Linked DNA regions of Mus musculus: all the other regions are linked to region 2. Evidence: chromatin contacts called from public Hi-C data. All regions are on one chromosome and are shown on one strand. The core of a region is the stretch at or near the end of the contact, and the rest is flanking DNA. Distances in the headings are between cores, read along the strand shown.

Evidence for each region. Hi-C and Micro-C count contacts between places; a contact is called where the count stands out from the background.
Region 1: a contact with region 2 is called in a Hi-C map of tail fibroblasts, with 4 times the contacts expected there. The contact joins two enhancer-like sites. A contact is called at or near these places in 2 of 484 Hi-C or Micro-C datasets (muscle stem cells and tail fibroblasts) and 1 of 115 datasets of contacts at active chromatin or transcription factors (embryonic stem cells).
Region 3: a Hi-C map of muscle stem cells shows a contact between it and region 2, with 2.0 times the contacts expected there. The contact joins two enhancer-like sites. A contact is called at or near these places in 1 of 15 datasets of contacts at CTCF or cohesin (the NIH/3T3 cell line), 1 of 484 Hi-C or Micro-C datasets (muscle stem cells) and 2 of 115 datasets of contacts at active chromatin or transcription factors (embryonic basal ganglia and heart atrium).

Annotation. Positions count from the first base shown.
Region 1 is chr17:16,338,360-16,341,664 of GRCm38.p6, forward strand. All of the region lies in intron 2 of Gm41534 (a long non-coding RNA gene), which reads left to right. Among named protein-coding and RNA genes, the nearest start is that of Gm41534, 100 kb to the left of the region's middle. Within about 2 kb of position 1,977, at least 51 of the 459 cell types and tissues checked have an H3K27ac peak or open chromatin away from gene starts, as enhancers often do. A contact at or near this core is called in muscle stem cells and tail fibroblasts, where this site is marked.
Region 2 is chr17:15,807,385-15,810,530 of GRCm38.p6, forward strand. Rgmb (repulsive guidance molecule family member B) reads right to left here. Exons shown (of 5, transcript NM_001372257.1): 5 at 1-417. Among named protein-coding and RNA genes, the nearest start is that of Rgmb, 22 kb to the right of the region's middle. Within about 2 kb of position 1,552, at least 90 of the 459 cell types and tissues checked have an H3K27ac peak or open chromatin away from gene starts, as enhancers often do. A contact at or near this core is called in muscle stem cells and tail fibroblasts, where this site is marked.
Region 3 is chr17:16,371,711-16,374,695 of GRCm38.p6, forward strand. The region is part of intron 2 of Gm41534 (a long non-coding RNA gene); the gene reads left to right. Among named protein-coding and RNA genes, the nearest start is that of Gm41534, 140 kb to the left of the region's middle. Within about 2 kb of position 1,466, at least 10 of the 459 cell types and tissues checked have an H3K27ac peak or open chromatin away from gene starts, as enhancers often do. A contact at or near this core is called in muscle stem cells, where this site is marked.

The DNA of each region.
Region 1 (3,305 bases), core at 727-3,226, 530 kb after region 2:
CTAGCTCTCTGTGGTCTTTTGTAGTTTGTAGATAGCAATCTTTACCAGGGAGGTCCATACAACTTTCAACTTCAGAAATGTAATCTAGGAAGTGACATATTTTCAGTAATCTCATGTGGTCCTGGTCACATAGATTTGGAATTTCCAGAAATACCACGTAAATGAACCACTACTTATCTGAAGAGGAGATGGAGACTGTTTTGAAAGCTGTTTACAACAAGAAGTGAGCCTTAGTTAAAAATGGTATTACTGCCTTTGTTTTTACACACATACAAATAGCAAATACATATAATGCAGTAAATTTAAGTTCTAAAAACAAAATAGAAATGTGTCTCAGTCTTCAGTATTATCAAATTATTATTGAGAGATCATCATTCAGTATGTAAATCATCGATGAGTGATCTGTGCTCAGTGCTCTCTAGAAAAATTTGAAAGACCAAGCAATGGGGCAGCACAGACCTGCCCATCATCTCTTTTCTCACCCATATTGCTATAGAATCATGAAAGGACTCTATCTAGCCAAGTTCAAAAATTAAATGATTTTTCAGAAAGTCTCAGTGCTCACCCTTGCACACTCTGTCCCCAGATGTCCTGTGACAGAAGGTTGACTTTCTCTTGAGTCTGTACCACAGCAGACTCTAAGCTGTCTTATGTGTGACTTTTCTCCAACTTTTATCCAGTAGTTGACATATATATAACTTCTTTTCCAGAAACTTTTCTTTACCATGAGAAAAATTGTTCACATACTCAAAGTAAAGAAAGAATAATTCAATCCCTATTTAAGCTCACTTTCATACATTAACTATAATAAATAATGAAAACAACATGCATGCTTTGCCACACAGTTTGTAGATAAAAACTGTTGTTAAATAGTTTATTCTTGGAAATTATAATTTAGATTCTTGCTATATTGGAGAAGTTATTAATATATATCTGTGCATGCATTAAATAACTGGAAAAAGAATAACCAGACTTAAATTTGGTTTTGTTTGCAGGAGTCTGCCTTATGTAATTTATGTTACTATAGATGCAGAATTCACTACCTTGGAACTCTCTTGTTACAGCATTCTTCTCAGAGTATGCTAAGAGTTATGAACCCCATGAAGTTTTAACAATGATACTAATAATATGTTGAATCATGAAAACACTGAGGATTTTCTTTTAATGAGCTGATAATACTTGTAGATCATTTGAAAATACAGTTTTCTGTTTGATTAATTTTACTTACAATATTTCCTCATGAGTTTAATCTTAAAATCAGTGTTTTTAAAAACTTAGTTTTTCTACATAATTTTCATTTGGAAAATGGTGACTATGTAGAAATGGTTGAGTAGCTCCTATGTTTTACATTCCTTTGAAAAGTAAACACAAGCTATAGCCCATCTTCCTAACGACCCAATGACCCCTACTTCCTGTGAAGCTCAGCTCAAGATTTATGGGTCGTTGGAGGATGAAGCAAAAAGCAATCGTATCAGCTTTAATGTGTCACTCTACAGCTGCCTCCATATTCAGCTCACACATCCAAAAGGACTCATAATTTTGAGATTAGCTAAGTCTATGAGATAATGCATCTGATTTCCTTAGCCATCTGTTTTGCGTTGCCAGGGAGTTATAAATGCTGGCCAATGCTTGTGCTCACTTCGGGATAGTATAATCAGTCTTTAGAGATTTGAGTGAAAAGTCTTGCAGCCCTGAGGAAAGATGACTTACTTATTCAGATAAATACAGACACAGGGAAAATAGGATGACTAAGTAAAACAAATGGGGTGTAAAGTCTGATGCAGAGAAGGCAGATTTCCCAGAAGGAGCCATATAGTTATAAAATAAGAACTTTTATTCTCACTTGAATGATAAAAAAATAAAGCACAGAAAACACAAGATCCTAACCAAAACAAAACACTCCAAATGAGACTTTTTGCAAGGTCACTGTGGATGTGAGCTGAAGTGAACTCAGAATGACATGACTGTGTTACTCATTAGAAAACCTCCCTGTGCACAGTGACTCATAGAAAATGTGTTACAAACATCCTACACTCTGGGAGTCTGAGTGTCTATATTATATAAAAACTGACTACATCAGAAGACAGAGATCCACAATGAGACAGAAAGATAGCTACTCGCAAGCAGAAGACACTGGTTCTTTTTAAATTACTATTGAGAGACTTGTGATAATGTGAGGCTACCTTCAGTGCACACCTTTACACACACTTTTACACACACACACACACACACACACACACACACACCCCACAAATGACCATGCTGATGGTTCAAATCACAGACACTTCTGTAACAGAGGTGAACAGAGCTCAAGGCTTAGAGTGCGTACAACACAAAGTATAGGCTCTGGCTGTCTGGATCAAGCTAGTATGGAGGTTGGAGAGGCAGGTGGAAGAAGAAGAGAGCAAAGAACCGGGGGGATCCGAGGAACTAGTACCATATCTGCAGTGTCTTTTTAAAAAATCTAAATCTTTCAGATTTTGGAAGCCACAAGGACTATAAAGATTCAATAAGAAGTAGACATATATTTATTAGATATGGTTTCTATTGGAGTATGTTAATAGGATCCAATGGCAGATTCTTTTAATGAAATAAAGGTTTTCAAGTATATGGAGAATGTTGCTGGTGCCCTCTGAGTAAACTGAACCTGTAAGATGTGTGATATTATTATACATGTATATGCAGTAACACATTTGTGTCTGTATGAATATACCTTCCATCAATATCTCTGACAATATGTTGATAGAAGAAATCTTTTCATAATGTATTGTACATAGTAGGGACTTGTGACTATATAAAAAATATATATACAATAGTATGCATTTAATTCCTATATAGAGTAAGATATAAATATAAGAACATGGGATATAACTTAATATTAGAATGCTTATGAAGCATATATGAGGAAACCCTGCATTCCATCCACATCCAAATATAGAACAAACCAAAAAAACAAAACTGCATACAAATTGAATCAATCTCAGTTGGTTTTTGTCAAACCTAAATATTTACAAGGATAACCTGATAGGTATAGACTGTCACTTGAATCAGAACTTCTTAGGTCTCATGTATGGAGGACTTGACTCTGTAGACCAAAATATAGGTAGGAAGTCATGGTTTGAAAAAAATTCTAGAAAGAGGTAATTCATCATTCTTGACCTTTCAGAATAACTGACTCCCTGCATCTTCTTTTGCCATAACACAGATCTCACATGCAGAGCTTATGCTCCAGACAGCTTGAATGTGAGAGCTATACCGAGGAAATGAAGCTCTCAAGTCTTGTGTTGAGAAAGGCACCTCATGGA
Region 2 (3,146 bases), core at 302-2,801:
GGCAGTCTCCAGTGTGTAGCCAGGCCAGGCCTGCACTGAGGTGGTGTGAGGCAGGCTGTGCCCCAGGATAGCAGACACCTGGCCTTGTCCATCATCAATGCATTCACTCATGGGGCAGCCATTCACACACAGCTGCAAGTCCTGGCTTTCCTCATAGGACATGGCCAAGTCTTCGGGCATCCGGATAGCGAGGGTTAGGTAGCGACCCAGCTGTCGCACAAACACTGTGGTGCCTATGTAGCGGGCATGCATCTCTACGTAGCGGCCACTCTCCTTCTCCACGATGTGAAGACTCTTCACGTCACCGTCCCCCCCACTGGTGGTGCCATCTACAAAGGCGGCCGGCAGGTCATCTGTCACAGCTTGGTACACCTTCTGATCCGTGCACTCGTGCTGTGCTTTGAAGATAATCGTGACCTGTGGGGTGGAAGATGCACAAGTTAACACAGCTGGGGGGAGGGCGCCACTCCACAGCAGAGCTCCCTACGCCTGCTTTGGAGCGAGCCTTGGGAACAGTACATTTATTTGTCTCCTTCTAAAACTAACTAAAGTAGAGCATAGTTGGGGTGAGGGTGGAGGTTCCTGGCTAAGATGAACAGAAGCTTCTAGGGGCTTAATTAATGATATATCTAACAGAGCCCTGCCTTCTACAGAGATCATTCACTGACTATCTCCATTTTGCACGACTCATCACTATTAATATAAATACTGAGAGACAAGACAGAGGCTCTTTGGGGGTGGGGGTGGGGTATCCGCAACAACTACCAATCATGTGCCTCGGGAGAGATCTCTTTAAGTCTCTTAATCAAATGTTTTGCATAAGTGCTTAATCCCTGTGACAGGGAATTATTTGGCAAGCATGGCTCTCAAGCACTGGCAGAGATAACATGCTCCAAACCTCGGAACAGAAGATGGTTTCCTTAAACTCCACCAGGGGCCTGACTCCTCACAGCTTTTCCCAGTAAGCTCTTAATTTTCCAAATGAAGCAAATAGTTCAGAGAGGGAAAAAAAACCCTTACCCATTGATAAATACAAAACCTTCCTCAGTAAGACCGCTCTTGTCCTTGCGGAATCCTTTTGTTATAACAATTATAAAAAACTGTAGCAAATGAACCTGTTCCCAGTTTTGCAGTCAGCTTCTGAGGGGACAGGTTAAGTAGGAAGGGGCAGAGTTCTGTGTGCCCCTCCCCCAGCACCATCTGACAGAGCCTCTGAGATTCAGTTTACGCAGTAGCAGTTTGTTACAGAGCCAGTTATGCAGTAAGTTTGTTTGTTCCGGTTTTTTTTTTTAAATTAAAAAAAAAAAAGAATAAAGGACTGGGTGACTTGAGTCAAGAAGGCAGATAAGCCACACACTCCACGAAACTCTGATGCCGTGAGACTTAGCTCCTGCAAGGAAACTAGTCAAAACAATGGACCCTTGTTTAAGAGGCCAGAAATGCCCCCCAAATCCTGACTACCACCCTCAAGCTCACGTCTGAAGTTTCTCCCCAAGTCAGCCAGCAGTTGCTCACACTATTTAATTCCACATGTTCCCACTGGTGGTACTTGACTGGAATTTTCCAGTCATTTCATTTGACTTCAGCCAGTTACAAAGCCCAGCTCTGAGGCAGCTGCACTGCAGCAACTGGCTAAGTTCATATCCGTTGTTTGCAGCTGCAACTGAAAGCCAGACAATGTGCTGTGAAACCCTGGGCTTTCTCCCCTAATTACCCAGAGCCACAATTTGATTTCACGACGACCAGCCCTTCTCACATTTCAACACCTTCTTTACAAGCCAGAGAAGGTGACTAGAGATGACTTGAGGAGAACTGCTGACTCTAACCATGGGACCTTCCCCTGTGAGGCGGTCTGAGGTGGGTATCTAAGGAGACTATAAAACACATTTATTTGGTGGCTCTAAAGTCAGTTTGACAAGTCCTTTTTTAAGACAAGCTGGGATTGCTAGGAGGTGAAAAGATTAAATTCAAGTAAATTCCGTACCTGGAAACACTGGGGGAAGGATAGAAAACACTGAAGGTTAACCAACACAGACAGCTAAGAGCAAAGTCAGTAACATTGTTTCACATAGTCCTGAGCACAGATCGGCTCAGCTGAAACACAGTCAAAAACTGAGAAAATCCAACAACTCAGTAACGTGTCTTTCTGGTCTAACAAACTTGTTTAAACCAACTTGGCATTGCATGCAAGGACTATGAACATTTTGTTCACATTAGGAAGAGAGAAAAGGAATTCAGTTTTGTTGGGGCAACAAAGCAGAGCTATCCAATTGCAAACCAGTTACCAAAAAAGACACACAGGAGTCAATGCTAAGATGAGTGGAATAGTTTCATGTTTAACCAAGCCTGCCGTTTTCATTAGGCACAGCAATTCCAACGTGGAACTCAGGACTAGTTTTAAACACCCCTCACCCACTTATCCTCTGTGATACAGCAGGGCACATGGAAAACTAGTGTTCTCTTGGGCCTGTACCTATCGAATATTCTACTCTACCTTATAGATTTTGTCTACTCATTTTACTTGATGAGACTTTCTGTCTGATAAAATTACAGTGCTATCTTTCAGTTGGCCATGTGTGTAGAATTATCTGTTGAATCAACATGGCAAGGGGCTGAAAGAACCTCAGAGCATGGGGAAGGGTCCCTGAGAAGTCCCTTGTAGTTTAAGTGTGTACCTGAGCAGGGACCTAGATTCATAATCAATGCAGTGTAGAAAAAACTCTGGGTAGCAGTTTCACATGACTTGAGTTTTGTAATTCCATGCCACTCCTCAGAACAATTACAACACAAGCTCTCAACAAGCAAGCACTCAGCTGTGACCAGCATGAAATCCATTTTAGATTGTCTACCTCTCCAGGAAAGCAAAGCTGTTCGTCCGTACTAATTCTCACTTTAAAAATATACAAAATTTCACTGGAATTTTTGCAAATTCCAAACCTTAAGAATGTTCACATAGCAGCCATCACAATCCTAAAATGGGTATTCAAGTTGTTTACAGCTTTCACTTAGCACTTAGAAACTGTAAAACACCGGCCATGCTGCTTGCTTCCCCTCCACTAACTGATCCATATTCAGTAATAACTCAATTTGTCACATCTGCTCATGCCACACCATTTATTATTGATGGGTGGCATTTCTGTGCATTT
Region 3 (2,985 bases), core at 216-2,715, 560 kb after region 2:
TGCAGATTTCTAAGATGAAATATACAGAGAAGATACTCTATAATAAATGCTTCATATTTAGTGTCTGAATGACAAGAATTTCTCTTTACATAACGATTCCTGGAGATGTACGAGATTTTTTCTTCCCTAACACCTCCTTTGGTTGATGTTATCTGTGGAAACACAGTAAGTCACCTACCCTTCTCCACCTCTTTCCTTCTTTCACGTTTAGAGACAATGAAAAAGAAAATGAATGTTTTAAAGTTAATACCAATAGTGTTGTGGTAAATCTCCAACCCAAATATGCCCCAGCAATGAAAACATGATACAGTTAATATGAATACATGTTGTGCACCTAGATTGGGCAGATCTACTTCTACACTACCATCTTCCACACCTATGAGACCCCTGAGAACTTGCAGTTTCTCCAGGCCATGTGCTTCTGCTCTGCTTTTCTTCTTCTTCCTCCTCCTGTGTTCTCTCTCTCTCCCATTTTCTACTTATTCTCTCTCCCCACTTTCCACTCCACCTTCCCTTTATCTGCCCAATCATCAGCTCTCCTTTATTTTTCAAATTAAAGTGGGAAGTAGGTTTACAGGAAATCACCTAAGTGCTAACTCATTCCTTGTTCACAACCCCTCTCAGGAGAATGGAATTAACATCAAATGTAATTAGCCCCACGGCTGTCCACAATACAATAGCTTCAAAATTAAAATACCTATTGAAAGCAATGTTGCCGTTATTAGTTCTCAAAATCTTTCTAAAAGATAAGAGCAGCCCTTGGTCCTGTGAAGGCTTGATGCCCCAGTGTAGGGGAATGCCAGGGCAGGGAGAGGGGAGTGAGTGGGTGGGTAGGGGAACACCCTTATAGAAGAAGGGGAAGGGGAATGGGATAAGGGGTTTCTGGAGGGGAAACCAGGAAAGGTAATAACATTTGAAATGTAAATAAAGAAATTATCCAATAAAAGAAAAGGAAACAGATAAGAAATATTAATTTTCTGAGTATTTAGACAAGCAGAGAGGAATGAGCAAAGTAATCAGTAACAGACTTGGATTTGAACTCAGACTCCCTGGAGACAGGAGTAGGTGATCAGAACAGGAGAATAAGGCTTAAGGATGGCAGTAACGGAAGGCCAACTTGTCCCCAAACAGAGCATAAAATAAAGATGATCAGATGTGATCTTTGAGGTTTCACATGAACTTAACAGTCACAGTACAAAGGTGAAGACAATCAATTGTCATCAGGCATAGAAAACAACAGCTGAATAAATCCTAGTACTCATGCCTTTTTACAGTGACCCCAGAATCCCAGTGGAAGATTTTCACTATTCTTTTTCCTAGTCTAGTTTTAATAGAAGCTTACATTTAAGAAGCCAAGAAGATCTTAATTTATTTGGGGAATATTACATTAGTTTTCTCAGAATAGTAAAGGCCATGGAAACCAAAATCTTGCAAAATGAAAAACAACAGATGTCACACAGCTGCTCTTCACGCCATAGCTATGTGAAGGGAGTCCTGTGACCTTCACACTGGCTTTGCCACTATTTCTAGTCAGCTGACCTTGGTGAATTTCCACAGATTATTTTTTCTCTTTACCAACTGGAAACTTTCCTTTTTTGAATTTTCTATTATGTATTTGTATAACTCAAATGGTTATGGATCTGAACAGAAATTCCCAAAAGATGAAATAAAAATGGCTAAAATGTCACTTAAAAATAGTTCACGGTCTCTAGCAGTTAGGGGAATGCAAATTAAAAAACAACTTTGAGATTTCATTTTTCCCCTGGCAGGCTGAATAAGACCAACAAAATCACCTAGAACAAATTCTGGCAAGGATGTAAGGAAAGGAGAACCCTTATACATTGTTGTTTTTGCAAACTGGTACAACTACTATGGAAATTAGTGTGGATTATTCTAAAAAATAAGATCAATTGCATGACTCGCTTATACTATTCCTTCTTATATGCCCAAAGGACTTAACATCCTCCTCTACAAGCACTTGCTTAGCACTGATTTTTGGCTGCTCTGTTCACAACAGTGAGGAAATGGAAACAACCTAAATGTTCTTCAACTGAAAAATGGATTAAAAAAAAAATCTAGTACATATACATAATGAACACTATTCAGCTGTAAAGAAAAATGAAATCACAAAATTTGTAGGTAAGTGAATGGAAGTTAAAATACTATTCTGAGTGGTATATAGCGCCAAACTTCGGCAGACCCTCTTGGTCCCTTGTTTGCATAGAATGGGTCTCTAGTTGCAGGTGGACAAGGAGTCGGGCGAATGAATGACAGACAGATGCAAAACAGGAGATTGTGTAGAATCTGAATGTATTGTCACAAAGTGAACACCAGTCTTAAATAATACAGAAAATAAAGGGGGTAGGATGTCACAGCAGGCAAAGTACATTGAAGTTACCTGACACAAAACAAAGGAATGACTTCAAAAGGACTTACAGGAACCAGGTAATATTTACAGTAAAGATAAAACCGCCCTGCCTAGGGTCAGCAAATGACAGGTAAGGATTTCACACCCTAGTCACAATTTGTGCTACTCCTTTGAGCCTTGTTAAAGCTAGCACCAGGGGGTTCTGCTCTAGCAGGCCTTCTCATGAATAATGCAATACCACAACCCCCCTCTTTCCTAGGCCTGATAAATTCTTGTATGAGTGTAACTTGGCTGTTCTTTTAAGTATCTGTGGAGAATCTCCATTTGTCAGAAGAATTCACCAACTTGCTTCTAATATGCAATGTAGACTGCTATACCTGGCTGTAGTGAAGATTCCTGTCTCAGTGGGATTCCCTAACTTTTACATGGTAAACCCACCTATTAGCTAGGCCATTGTGTATTCCCTTGTTTGGGTAAGACTGGCTACTGTCCCAAGTAAACACTCTGCAGACCAGCCCTGAGCTATTCTGGCTCTGTTCTTTGTAATGCCTAATTAGTTTCAATGTCTCTACTAGAAGTAAATTTGAATGTTCCTGAATAGGTAGCCTTCTTACTGA